Linked DNA regions of Mus musculus: region 2 is linked to region 1. A link is a contact called in public HiChIP or PLAC-seq data. All regions are on one chromosome and are shown on one strand. The core of a region is the stretch at or near the end of the contact, and the rest is flanking DNA. Distances in the headings are between cores, read along the strand shown. Region 1 overlaps Atxn1 (ataxin 1). Region 2 has its middle 98 kb from the start of Gm45949.

Evidence for each region. HiChIP or PLAC-seq counts read pairs in DNA pulled down with a chosen protein or histone mark.
Region 2: an H3K4me3 HiChIP or PLAC-seq map of embryonic basal ganglia shows a contact between it and region 1, with 5 times the contacts expected there. The contact joins two enhancer-like sites. A contact is called at or near these places in 2 of 15 datasets of contacts at CTCF or cohesin (CD8 T cells and pro-B cells), 30 of 484 Hi-C or Micro-C datasets (CD4 T cells, CD8 T cells, DN3 thymocytes and 22 more), 5 of 115 datasets of contacts at active chromatin or transcription factors (CD8 T cells, bone marrow-derived dendritic cells, embryonic basal ganglia and 2 more) and 1 of 9 other capture datasets (embryonic stem cells).

Annotation. Positions count from the first base shown.
Region 1 is chr13:45,674,751-45,678,571 of GRCm38.p6, reverse strand. All of the region lies in intron 6 of Atxn1 (ataxin 1), which reads left to right. Among named protein-coding and RNA genes, the nearest start is that of Gm34582, 150 kb to the right of the region's middle. Within about 2 kb of position 1,926, at least 6 of the 459 cell types and tissues checked have an H3K27ac peak or open chromatin away from gene starts, as enhancers often do.
Region 2 is chr13:46,157,387-46,161,191 of GRCm38.p6, reverse strand. No RefSeq gene overlaps it. Among named protein-coding and RNA genes, the nearest start is that of Gm45949, 98 kb to the right of the region's middle. Within about 2 kb of position 1,636, at least 8 of the 459 cell types and tissues checked have an H3K27ac peak or open chromatin away from gene starts, as enhancers often do.

The sequences.
Region 1 (3,821 bases), core at 677-3,176:
CTTTATGGACTCTTTTTTGATTAATTCCCCCTTGGCTTTGTCTTGTAGCTGGGAGAAAAAAAGAAAAAAAACCTCAAAACAGCTAACAGTGCAAGTTGTTTGTTCTTTTTTTTAATTAATAAGCCTTAATTTTTTTAGGATGATTTCAGACTTATAGGAAAGTTGATTGGAAAGTACCAAGAGTTTCCACAGTCCTGACTTCCCTCTCCCAGAACATGAAGCACCTCTTCTTATTAATACCCTAGAGTGTATGCTTGTTGTAATGGGTGGATTGATACTGATCTACGGTTAGCAACCAAAAGCCACAGCTTACCTCTGAGTTTGCTTATTTTATACTCTCTACTTTGACAATGTCCAAAGACATGTCTTTCTCATTGCTATCTCATACAGAGGAGTTTAACTACTAGAAACTCCCTTACGATCAGCCTATTAATCCTTCCTGATCTTGAAGCCCACCATCTTTTTGCTGTACCCAGTGATGTTTTTTTTGTTTTGTTTTGTTTTGTTTTGTTTTTCTTGGTGGATTCTGCCTCCACCCATCCCTATTACAGCCCTAGAGTTGCACACATACTCGACTGGTTTTCTTTTTTAAAGATTTACTTGTTTATACAGATGATTTTCATGTGTGCCTGTATGATAGAAGAGGGCATCAGATCCCATTACGGACGGTTGTGAGCCACCATATGGTTGCAGGAAATTGAACTCAGGACCTCTGGAAGAGTAACCAGTGCTCTTAACTGCTGAGCCATCCCTCCAGCCTCCTGTGCCTGGGTTTTTCATGGGTTTTAAACTCAGGTCCTCCTGCTTGTGTAGTAAGCTCTCTTAGCCACTGAGCCATCTCCTTGACAGCAACCTTTTAACAGGAACCGATGTTTTTAAAACTCTTGTACCAGGGCCAACTGCGATGTCTCTGTGGGTAAAGATAGCTACTGAGATAGATGACCTGAGTTCAATTCCAGAACCCACATGGTCGAAAGAGAGAACCGACTACCACAGGTTGTCACAGGGCTTTTACACACACGTTTTGCCATGTGTGCATGTGCACACATAAGCATACACACAGAGAGAATAAATAAATATAAATGTAGTCGTTTTTAAATTTTATGCTAGTGGGGATAGCAGGAGGGTCAGCAGTGTTTCTCCTTTGATACCCTGTCATTTGATTTCCTGTTCAGATAGATACTATATATCTATAGACTATCATTTACTTACTGTTTGTCTCCTGTAATGCTGGAAATAGAAGCCAGGGCTTTGTATATGCTCCCCAAGCACTGCATTGCCAGATATCCCTGATGCTCTGATCAGAGACATAGATATAATCATGGCCCGTGGAATCTACCCCAATCTAGCCTGCTGAATTTATTCTTCTCTTAACGACAAGATTAAGAGAGGCTTGTTTTCCCACAAGATACAGTTGGTACAGAATCGGGGTTGTTTTGTAATCTTGACATCACATAGTAATTGCTGTATTTATTAAGACTCCAGACACTTACTAGATACCAGTAATACACGCAGCTCCTGGAGAGAACCTCACCCTTCCCTCGGCAGGCTCAGAATCTTAACTCTGATGCTTGCCTCTTCCTCTCCCACCCAAGTCCAAAATTTCTCTCAGTGGCTATAATTGAATGTTGCTTGCTTAGGGAAGCTTCTGGCTTGCTTCTTAGCCATGTTACAAGCTCATGTGATAAGGACGAAAGGAAAGGGACGCGAGGTGGCTGGATGCTGGGGGGTTTCCTTGGGGAGTGGTCCCAGGGATGACTTCAGAAACGGAATGATGCTACCCAGAATGTTGCTTTTCCTTTATTTTTCTCTGCCCCTCCCCATGTACACTGGAGATTGATTCCAGGGCCTTATACATGATAGGTGAATGCTCTACCACTGGCTGCCTCTAGACAGATAGACAAACACAGGAAGCACCAGCCCGTCTTTGCTTTAATTTTTGAGGCAGTGTCTAAGTACTCAAACTGGTCTTGAACTCACCCTATATGCCAGGTGGAGCTTCAACTAGCAGTCCTCTGATCTCGGCCCAATTGCTTGGGACCACAGGTCTACTCCTTCCAGGCTGACTGAGAATCTTTTCTCTCTGTAGAGGAAGCCCATCTTTGTATCTTCAGCATCCCAGGCAGAGTAAGAGAGGCTAAAGATAGACTACAGGAGGGGGGAGGTGACAACCTTTTGACCTTTCAAACAACCACATTTCAGATCAGCTTGTTCCTGTGTGCCTGCAAGAGGGGAAGATGGAGAAGGAGGGAGTGTGAACTCTAATTACAAACCTCATGCTTCTTTCAGCTATACTATTTTCAATCCTATATAATTTGTACAGCTGAAGTGTGGTAAGTGCTCCCTTGGCCATGTAAAAACAAGGAGCCCCCCCCCAACCCATTCAATGCTGGGGAAAGATTGACTGTGATTTAAACAAGAGGAATCTTCAAGAGGGGTCTGCAAGCAATTCAGGCACCACTTAGCTTTTCCAGGTCGGGTCTGGGAAGAGTCTGGGTTTCCTGCAGCCCTTTCACCATTTATGATCCCTTTATCCTCTCTCAAAGAAACTTTGACATAGTGGCTCAAAAAAGATAGCCTGGGCTTCTTGTGGTACTCGGGGATCATCAGCCCAAAGTCCCATCCCCAAGGTGGTGGAACAGCCTGGGCAGCATGTCTGCATGCTATCCAAAGAACGAGCCATTTATCGAGTAGCTGTTATGGGGTGCCAAGTGAGTTTTATATATTTGGATTCTCAATGGACTATGAAGAAATCATGACAAACTTTCCCCACCTCCATTTGCAGCAGATGTGTTGGCTGGAACAGAAGTGACATGCTTACTGGGAAACATATTGAGAGGGCACCTGTCTCTCTGAGTTATAGACCCCTATCCTCTGTGCTAGGGAACTTTCTCCATCCGAGGTAGAACAGTAGATGCCAAGGAAGTAGGGGGTCATTGTTACAGGATAATAAAACTGTTCCTAAGGTTCCAGTACAACCTGTTGTCTCCGTGTTGGGACCAGCTTTTGCCTACTTGATCCCAAACATATGGAAAAGGGAGAAGGAAACCAATTGAGTCATAAGGTATAGTCTACATCCAAAACTGGGTGCTCTGTGGCAGACAGTTCTGAAGGAAAAAATTGGTTGACTGATAAGCTTCTTTCCTTCCTTCCTTCCTTCCTTCCTTCCTTCCTTCCTTCCTTCCTTCCTTCCTTCTTCTTTCCTTCCTTCTTCTTTCCTTCCTTCCTTCCTTCCTTCCTTCCTTCCTTCCTTCCTTCTTCTTTCCTTCCTTCCTTCCTTCCTTCCTTCCTTTCTTCCTTCCTTCCTTCCTTCCTTCTTTCCTCTGTCCCTCCCTTCCTTCCTTTTCTTTCTCTTTCTAAAACAGGATCTGACCCTATAGCCCAGGCTGGCTTGGCACCTCCTATTTCACCCAAGTTGTCTCTGAACTCACAGCCATCCTTCTGCCTCAGCTCCCAAGTGTTAGAATGACAGGTGTGAGTGGCCACGTCCAGTCTCTTTTCTCATTTACTCCCTGTGTTTCCACATTACATAACTGTCACAGTAATCACCAACAGGTTACAAACTTCATCTCTTGCCTTGCCTCATGGCTTGCAAATATTTTTAGTATCAGCTCCTCTTAGAAGCACAATCTTCCATGTCACTTCAACATAACAAAATTGATAAAAGAGAATTGTGTTCGCATAATGTATGCCAGCCATCAACGAATAATGCTGACTTATTTGTTTAGGTGAGAGAACAATGAAGGCTTGTGATGAGCCAGAGAAATTTGAAATCAGTTTTATGGATGGCATCTGTAGTCCTTTCAAACTGTGGGTCTCAA
Region 2 (3,805 bases), core at 387-2,886, 480 kb before region 1:
AGCCCCCCACCCCCCCCCAACCCCCGCCTCACAGGTGTGGCTAGACACAAAGTCCTTAGAGTATAGTGCCTGGTGCAGGTCCAGGGTAGAGTCACATGTTACTGAGTTTGAAATGCAGCATCAGGACATCATTGAGCCAACTTGTGTACACACATCTAGACAAGCAAGACATCGAGAAACTATGCTTTCCAAATGGTCTTCTTGTTCTGGCGTAGCAAGTCGGTAGGGACACCTGGGAGCAGAGTTGGATTGCCTTTGCCCTCTCTCTCTCTCTATCCCTGCAGGCCACCAGTAGTGTGTGTATTGTCACACTGGGAGGCTATGCTAGAAGATCCTGGGGTTTTCACCATGCCAGGTCACAAAGAGCCCTGATTTACAGCCCTGTAACAACACTACTTTTAAAGAAGTCTCTCACCTTGCCTTAAAGCCTTGAAGTGGCCACCAACTCTACCTCCCTGTGAATGGGGCTGCTCTCAGGTCTCCATTTTCAGAACAGAGAGGTATCGTCCATATGAAAGATCATGTTCCGCAAGTAGCTCCACCCCCTACCCCCAATCAGCTTCCCCAGAGTATCCAAGAGCCACCAGCCCTGGGAGGCCCACTGTTCATTCTGACACTGAGCAACAAAATAACATTCCTTGACTAGCTCAAACCACCTGGAACCTCGACATTGTGGGTGGGTCCAGTTTCAAGGCAGAAAGGGGTCCCGATTGTCTTGCCGCTGAGATACAATGTAGCTCTGTCTGGTCTTCCATCCAGGCCATTGGGGGCTCCTCCAAATCTTACAGCACCTCATCTGAGTAGTTTTCCAGTTTGGGAAATAGGGGTTCAGAGAGTACAGGCTGGCCTTGAACTCCCCAAGGATGACTCTCTACTTCTGATCCTCTTGTCTCTATCTCCCAAGTGCTAGGATTACCACCCTCAGCTTCCAGTTTCCATTGCCTTCCACAAATCAGATCCTTAAACAGCTTCGATCGCCTTGTACACATTTTTCAAGACCATAGCTGCAAACTGGGGCATGCTTGATTGGAGAGCAATAACCATCATCGATTTTCCACCTCCGTAGCCCTTAATCACTTTAAATTTCATTTCCAGGTCAATTACTCCATGTGACCTCTTGCTGGTAACATTAGCAGCAGATTTTTATATTTAGGGTCCACGATGAACAGAGCATGAGGTTAAATCAAGCACCAGAGAACGATGCTATCAACACACACTGTAAACCTAAACACAGGATCAAAGGATTCAATGGCGAGTCACACATCGTGTTTACAGTAAGTCCCCCCCCCCCACTAAGATAAATTGTGCTGGTCAGTTTTAACTATCTGCTTGAACCTAGGATCACCTGGGAAGAGAGTCTTAATGGGGAATTATCTAGACCAGCTTGGCCTGTGGCTATGTCTGTGGGGGATGCGTTTTTGATTATTAACAGAGGTGGGAAGGTCTACCCTGAACACAGGTGGGACCATTTCATAGGCTTAGCCCTGAACTGATCAGTGGGGGAAAGAGCGATCTGAGCACAAGAAAGCAGGTAGCGCGTGCAGATGAGATTCAGTCTGTCTTCGACTGTGGCTTTGATGTGGCTAGCTGTGTGAGTTCCTGTCGTGACTTCTCCGAAATGATGGACATCATCATCAAGTGTTGCGCATGTATACAGCTTTTACGGTGTCGGTGTGCATTTACATAACTGCCACATTGGTGGTTTAGTTCACATAAGCACGGTCACAGATTCGCATGACTTATTGTACTGCGATATAAATGTCGTGAAGCTCCAAGGGTTTCCCAGTTTCAATATAGCCTTAGAGGTCCACCGCTCTTCATTGGTTGATACAATGCTGAGTTTGATGACATCTGTGCCCTTTCTTACTATTACTGCTATGTTTGGGTTGTATCGATGTTTTACCCCAGGGAATGTACAACTGCTGAGTTATATTCTTTGCACATCCTGAGGTTACCAGCACATGTCTAGGGGGTGACAGAAAGAAGAACCATCCTGAGTTTCACAAGAACATGACTAATTTTCTAACAGCATATCACACTTTCCCTACACCTCGATTATAAGATACGGATACCTTGTTCCCCCTCAAAGTGTTACCTGATTTCTCTGTCATCTATTTTCAAAAGTCGCGTACTCTGTGCAAGAATGAATTTGGGTCTTGTTTTGGAAGTGTTGGCTGTCAGAATCTTGAAAAAACAAAGTGCATCTTTGGTTGGCCAAAGGCACTTCTACTTGGTGACATAAACCTGACTAAAAAGATCCCTTAATGAGAGTATTATGTATGTTCACATATTTACTGTCTAATATGAAAAAAAAATAAAAGAGCAAATAACATGCCAGGAACTTTTACACAGAGCAACTAAACTCCATATATATATATATATATATATATATATATATATATATATATATATATATATATGTAGTGTTTCCAGGTATAAGCCAAAATGTAATCATTATTATTTTTTTTTGCAGTACAGTAATTGCTTTCTTGAAATTTTTAATCCCAAGGTAGCAATGATAGCCAGTTCACCCTGTCCCCTCATGCACACGTGCTCACATGTGCTCAAACCCACGAGCGGCTTCTTGGCTAAACTGACTGGTGCTTGATGAAATGGGTGCGTTCGGTTTTAGCGATGAATGGTGGCATTTTGGAAAGGAAGGAGGCGGGGGACCTGCTCCACAGATGTAAAAGAACCATCCCACTTCCATGGGCAAGGAAAAGCAATGAGATATTAAGAAGTTACAAAGAAGTTCATCTTGTTATATATTGTTAAACTCCCACTATGACCTCTGGAGTTGTCTGCTAGGAAATGAGTGAGTGAGAATTGGGTGAGGCGGGACATGGGGTGGATATGGCAGAGTTAACGGGGGGCGGGGAGGGGAGGGGGGCTCTCATTAGAGAACAGGCTTCTAGGAAATAACAACAAAAGTGTCAAAATAAAATATACTAAGAGAAAAAAAAAAGCCTATCATATCGAAGCTGGACAAGTCAAGCCAACAGAAAAATAAAAGAACCCCAGAGACATGCTTGTTCATACATTCAGGAGTCTCATAAAAACACTAAACCAAAAGCTATAATGTATAACCAGAGGGCCTGGTAGAGACCTCTGTAGGCCCTGTGATTGCTGCTTCAGTGTTTGTGAGTTCATAGGGAGTTGGCTCATTTGTTTTAGAGAACTTTGTTCTCCTGGTGTCTTCCATTCCCTCTGGGCACATAGACACTGCAGCTGTCTTCAGACACACCAGAAGAAGGCATCAGATCCCATTACAGATGGTTGTGAGCCACCATGTGGTTGCTGGGAATTGAACTCAGGACATCTGGAAGAGCAGTCAGTGCTCTTAACCACTGAACCATCTCTCCAGCCCAGCTCTTACATTTCTTTCTGCCTCCTCTTCAGCAAGATTACCTGAGCTCTGAGGAGAGGGGTTTGATGGAGACATTTTGTTTAAAGCTGAGTTTCAATCTCTCTCTCTCTCTCTCCCTCCCTCCCTTCTTTACCACTCTCCTCCTGCCCCATTTGCATCCCTGTCCCTCCTTTTGTCTGAGATGTGACAGTTTTACTCTGACACATGCCACTATCACAGTGTGTCGCCACTGGGCAGTGTACTACACTGTACACTACAGTGTACTACTACTGGCTGTGGGTCTCTATTTGTTTTCATCTACTGTAGGAAAAAGTCTCTCTGATGATGGCTGAGCAAGGCACTGACCTATGAGTATAGCAGAATGTCGTTAGGAGTCATTTTACTATTACTCTCTTTTAGAGCAGTAGTATTTGATTTTACCCAAGGTCTCTGAGCTGT